2 separate regions of the Hordeum vulgare genome follow, and region 2 is linked to region 1. Evidence: chromatin contacts called from public Hi-C data. All regions are on one chromosome and are shown on one strand. Each heading gives the region's core, a stretch centred on a gene start, on an enhancer-like site or on the middle of the called end of the contact. The rest is flanking DNA. Distances are from core to core; before and after follow the strand shown.

The links. A called contact is a pair of places that touch in the nucleus more often than the background predicts.
Region 2: a Hi-C map of leaf shows a contact between it and region 1, with 4 times the contacts expected there. The contact joins the promoter of LOC123400070 here to the promoter of LOC123452484 in region 1. A contact is called at or near these places in 4 of 6 Hi-C or Micro-C datasets (leaf and seedling).

The regions. Positions count from the first base shown.
Region 1 is chr5H:310,141,210-310,144,239 of MorexV3_pseudomolecules_assembly, forward strand. It overlaps LOC123452484, which reads right to left and starts at 1,641. Exons shown (of 2, transcript XM_045129138.1): 1 at 1,257-1,641; 2 at 1-1,077. The coding sequence starts at 1,401.
Region 2 is chr5H:310,394,371-310,397,400 of MorexV3_pseudomolecules_assembly, forward strand. It overlaps LOC123400070 (scarecrow-like protein 9), which reads right to left and starts at 1,545. Exons shown (of 3, transcript XM_045094468.1): 1 at 1,087-1,545; 2 at 1-798. The coding sequence starts at 1,225.

The sequences.
Region 1 (3,030 bases), core at 391-2,890:
CAGTGCCTTCCTCCTGTACTTCAACAATCTCAGGAGAATGACTTCGCTGCTGGAACCGAAACAGACCGTTTCCATTGGATTGTCTGTCGACCAAGTGTCTCTCCGATCTTCGACTCTGTAGCCGGGAACTATGCTCTGTGGCCAGTTCATCAAGAGAATACTTTGGTGCTCCACAGAATTGGATCATCGAGTGGAAAACTGCAAGGAGAACTTGAAGGGTCCCAATGTCTCCCCAGTTAGCATTCCCAAGTTTATTCCATACTCGGTCAACGGAAGAAACTGTGATTTCGGCATCCTTTTTTATCCATTCAGCAGCACACTCATAAACATTGTTCAAATCAAAATTTAGCTTGTTCAGATCGCCTTGGACATTTACCACCCCTCCAAACTGTGAATCTACAAGGAGGACATAAACAGAATCTGAATTTCGAAGGACAGTGGAGGACCTGCTGAGGCTCCGAGAAAGTAATACACGAAGTGCAAAGAATAGCGCCTCCCCCAGGACAGCAGGAGACAGATGCTGGTCACTCTGCGCAGAAACCATTCCAATATCAGGTCTCAGCAAAGCCAACACAACAATATGATCCCACCTCCCTTGTGAATGCTTTGAATTCTTGAGCAGCACAGCTGTCGCACAAACACCATCGAGTTTTCCACTGCCAATAGCCTTCTCGGCAGGGTAAAATCGGGAGCTCGTGCTGTGTATACAGGCAACAGAGAAAGGCATAGCTTCCTCAGGACCCCAGAAAGCTTCCCACAGTCCCTTGATGCCAGCATGCAGAAAATCCTCCAGGGCAAGGTGCGCGGTAGCTTCAAAAACGTCTGATGTCGACGCATGAAGAGCGTTCGGCATCCGCACTAGCTGCTGAAAAGTAACACCTTCCAGAGCATAGTCAAAATTCTGCAGCTCGGCAAGGTCAAAAGGAACATCGAAAGCCGGCTTCTTGAAACCGCAGTCTTCGCTGTTCCCGGAGAACCAGTCCTCTAGGCTTGCAGTGAGAAGCTCGTTGTCCACAAACTTGCGGAGGAAATCTTTACAGGCGGATGATGATGAACTGCGCCGGTCAGGCGATTGGCCTGCCAGACACCACAAAATTCTCCAATTACAGTGTGTAAAGTTTGCACGGCAAATATGCCAAGTGATCGAATTGGAAGGGCTCGAGGAAAGTACATGATTCAAGTTACTGGTATTAGGTAGGAAATAGCAGGACGAAGCAAATACGAGCACATAAAGGGAGTGGATCACGGGTGCTAACCTGACGGCGTCGCCGCGTGAGAGCCGTGGCGAGGCCGGGGCCGGCGAGATCTTTCGGCGGCGAGGGCGAGGCCGGCGAGATCTCGCGTGGGCGGCGCGGCGGGGTCGAGGCGCGCGAGATCTCGCGGCGGCGGGGTCGATGCCATCGTCGGCCCGCACCACACCTCACCGCCTTGTTGCTGTCACCGTCGTCCTCGTCGGCGGCGTCGTCGTCGTCGTCGTCTCCGCGGACCGGGGGCCGAGCAACCGCCGCCTCCTCCGGCTCCTCTGCCGGTCGCCGCGCCGGGTGCGGAGGGGGAGAGGCGGCGTGGAGTAGAGGAGAGAAAAGAGGAGAGGGGATTGGGGATCGGGTCGAGTGGCTGCTCTGGTTGATGAGTGCGTTGTGTGCTGCGGCTGCGGCTGCGGCTGGGGCGAAACACCTGGGCCACATGGTAAGTGAGGTACAGCTGTGCAAACACTCCCATGCCCATGTAGCAGCAGTGAGCGATTATTACTGTTCACCTTTTCGTTCGCGCGGCCAAATTACAAAACCCTGCCAACATGAGTTCCTAAATCCCTACAAAAACGGGTTTTAAAAATTAAAACGCTGCAAAGGCTGAAAGTTCCAAAATAAGACTGAAATATGTGCCGAAATTCAGCACCGATAAATTAATTTTTATCCCGCTTGATTATTATTTTTAGGATGAAACGAGCCGGTATTTCGGTTGTTGCCGGTGGGAGGGCTTCTGATTTTATTTTATGGTTTGGTTAGGGTATGTGTTCTGCTCAAAGCGAGATGGTGGCGGTGTCCTGAAGATAAAATACATTTATCTCCGCCTACCCCTGCCCTCGTGTTGTATCTAGGGGCATGGTCTCGCGGAGGGTGTGTTGAGGTGTGTTTCTCACACATCTCGCGGGATTCGTTCAGGGTCTGTCTTTTGGAGAATATGTTGGGATTTTGTGTTCGTTAGTTTCATTTTTGTGTGTCCATGTGTTGGATTTCTTCAAATTTGTACCCACCCTTCATCGACGATTGTTGTTGTTCTAATGCGCATGTCATGTGGGATCTTAGCATGACAACATCCCAAATGCTTACTACAACAAGATTTGGCTGACTCCAGTGAAGGAGAGATGCGACAACGTGCTTTTAGCTCGCTCTAGTGATTGTAGTCATCATTGGATAGTCTATAGATTTGAGCGTAATTTTTGTTACTTCTAATGTTCTTTACAATGTCATGGTAATTTATGAATAGACTGACAGTATTTTATGCAAAACAAACAAATAAGGAATAGGATAACTATCTTTTTCGCATATCTTACAATGCTCCTCGGAGTCTAACCAAACAATGGTATGTGCTACCTCTTGAACTTGCCTTGGTTTTTCCCTTGAAGAGGAAAGGGTGATGCAGCACAGTAACAGTAAGTATTTCCCTCAATTTGAGAACCAATGTATCAATCCAGTAGGAGTATCAAGCCAAGTCTCCACCGTACCTGGGCAAAAACAGCAAACTTGCACCCAACGCTACAAAGGGGTTGTCAATCCCTTCACGATTGATTGCAAGGTGAGATCTAAAGACGGAAAGTACAACAAAGTAAAAGTGTAGGGCTGAAAATATGATGTGAAGTAGACCCGGGGGCCATAGTGTTCACTAGAGGCTTTTCTCATGATAGCAAATATTGCGGTGGGTGAACGAATTACTGTCGAGCAATTGATAGAACCGCGCAAAGTCATGACGATATCTAAGGCAATGACCATACATATAGGCATCACGTCCGAGACAAGTAGACCGATACTT
Region 2 (3,030 bases), core at 295-2,794, 250 kb after region 1:
AGACCTCTGTCTTGCTGACATTGAAAGGAATGTCTTTCACTGCTTCTTGAGGCTTTGAGACACCAGCAGCTTCTAAATCAATCACTAGCTTATGACCACCAGGGAGAAACTTCTGTGCTTCCTCAACACCTCTCCTGAAATCCCAAGTTGGAAGGCTCTCGAACAAATACTCGGGGATCCTGCCGTTGGTGATCAAAGGATCTTCTAGTGAGTCTGCTGCATCAGAAACAGCACTTGATGGGACAACCAGTGGCTGAGAAGATCGGCCACACAAGCCCCGATGAGCTTGCAGCTGCTCAGAGTGTCCAACGTCATGGCACTGGTAGCTATGAACAGAACCACCGACGCTGCAGCTAGTAGCCACACTGGACGAGGACTGGGCCTGACCACTGCTGCTGCTCTCGCTGGGGCTGTCCAGGGACCAACGCATGAGCGTGCGGTCAGGGGACGGCGGGAACTTGTGCCCAAGTATGTCATAGAAGGGCTTTGCGGTGGCACGGAGTGTGGCTGACTCCTCCTGGTACACGCTGACCTTCTCATCAATGTCCTCCTCCATGAGCATCCGGCTGATATAGTTGAGCGACTCGTCCGAGATGAACTCCCAGTCTTCGGGGTTGTCAGTCTCTGTGTTGGTGGCCCTGGAGAGGGTGGCGACGGGAGCATTGGGACCGGGTTCCGCGGCCACATGGGGCGAGATCACCGGCTGCGGATCGTTGAACATGAAGTACTCTGGTGCTCCGCAGAACTGAATCATTGAGTGGATCAGTGAGCCTGAAATGGTCTGGTGCTCCACAGAACCTGCCAAACATGATGGAATTCTTCAGTCAGAGAGAAGATGGCAAGTGGTTGATCGAGTTCGGGGTGAAGCATCTATTTGATTCCTGAGCAGAAAATAACAGGAAGGGAACGCACTAGAGCGCTGCACTTGAGAAGTGAAATCTGCTGGTATCACATGACGCGCATGGCAAGGGCAAGCAACAAACGACTGGAAATACCAATACAAACAGGTAGGAGTATATGACTTCGCAGGCTGGCGGCGACGACAGGCGGGCGGATCACGGGCTGACGCTGGCGAGGTGGGCTCACCTGAAGGCTTCGATCCTTGGCGTGGTGGGCGGTGGCGGAGGGACCTCGCGGCTGCGAGGCCGAGGCCGAGGCCGGTGAGGTCCTGCGCGGGCGGGGCGGCGTGCGCGAGATCCCGGGGAGGCTGCGGGGTGGATGTCATCGCCTGCCCGCACGCGCCGCCGCAGCCGGGCCTCCGGTCGCCGCGCGGGATCGGCGGGGGGGAGGAGAGAGAGAGAGAGGAAGGGAGGGAAGGTTTGATTGGGGGCGGGGATCAAGTGTGCGCGGCTGAGCGGAGGGATTCCTTTCCTTGCTCCTTTTGCTCAGTTCCCCAGCGGCGAGGTCTCTTGGGAGTTGGACCCGTCCCGGAGCTAGTAGTAAAAGGAAAAGAAATCTCGTCCCGTGATGGTGGCTGGCTAAGTACTACTCCTACAGTAGTAAAAGATAATCGAGGTCTCAGAGATTTCCAGAACCTCGATGATGGTGGCTCCCTCTCCCTCTGCATGTGAGCATTTTTCTTCTTTTCAGCAACGCCGAATGCGACGCCCCCTCTGCATTACGCTTGATTATTGTTATTATTCGCATACACCTCACTACACTACCAAGCAAGAGTTGGAGAAACACCCTCGGGCTTGTTGGGAAATACATTCTGGCACGTGTGCTGATGGACTGCTGGTGGCGACGTGGAGCCGGGTCTTGGTGGAGAAACTCGCACGGACCTACACCGCCGTCCAATCGCGCCATCTGAAATATTGAAAAGTCTGTCAATTCGAAACAATATACATGATGCTATTGTCCTAATACATTGTATACTTCTTCTTCTACGTCCCTACTTTCTTCTTTTCTTTTGTCTTCCTGTTCAGCCTTCTTTGGTTTACAGGAATTTTATAGGATATGATTTTTTGAAGAAAAAAAATTAAGATCCTTTGGTTCATAGAAATGCATTCATATTCCTACATAGGATTTGTTGAGTAAATAGGTAATTTTTTGAGTAGATTAATCCACGAGATAATAACTAGTATGGTGTTGACTATACTAATGACATAGTGATCATGAACTAATCTAGCACATACTACGCATATAGTTGATACATCTATGCATGCAAGTAGCATTGTTATGATCGAAACGAACACGAGTGGATAAATAGGTTATACCCTCGAGCCGGCCACTTGACCGTAGCAGCAACGTTGACGGCGGCAGCATCATCTGACGCCTTCTTCTCAGCTTCAAGGGTGAGACGATCGGCCTCAGATGGTTCAGCCATGGCGATGATGAGGATGACATGGATGTAGAGGAAGCAGATGGACGGAGGCGAGCAGTCGCGTGATCGCTCCCCAGAAACCTAATCGCCCCTCTCCCGTACAGGAACCGGAGAGGCAGGGTTTCGGAGGCCTGCACTCCCGTCGACCGTGTATGCGGTGAACGGGACGGAGTCGCCGGCGGCAGCGGCAGCAAAGGAACGAGCGCGTGAGGCAGATGTGATCTGATTCTCGTGACGGCTAGGGTTGGCGTTAGCCCTGCTTATATAGGCGGCCGGGTGGAGAGACGTGGGCTAAACCCACGTCCGAGTCGGTAACAGCCCACGATCCGACGTCTCAGATCGTGGCGCATCCGTTACGTATTCTCCGTTCCTGACCGGCAAAAATAAGCGCGTAGGTATGAGCTCGGCTCATTCCCGCAACCCGCGGCGCGGCGCGGCGCGGCGGTGATACGTCCCCAACGTATCTATAATTTTTTACGGTTCCATGCTATTATCTTGTCAACTTAGAATGTTTTATATGCATGAATATGCTATTTTATATCTTTTTGGGACTAACCTATTAACTCAGTGCCAAGTGCCAGTTTCTGTTTTTTTTCGTGTTTTTGACCTTTTTCAGAGAAGAATATCAAAGGAGTCCAAATGGAATAAAACTTTTGCGATGATTTTTTTTGGACCAGAAGAGACTCCCGAAGCTTTGGAAGAAGGCC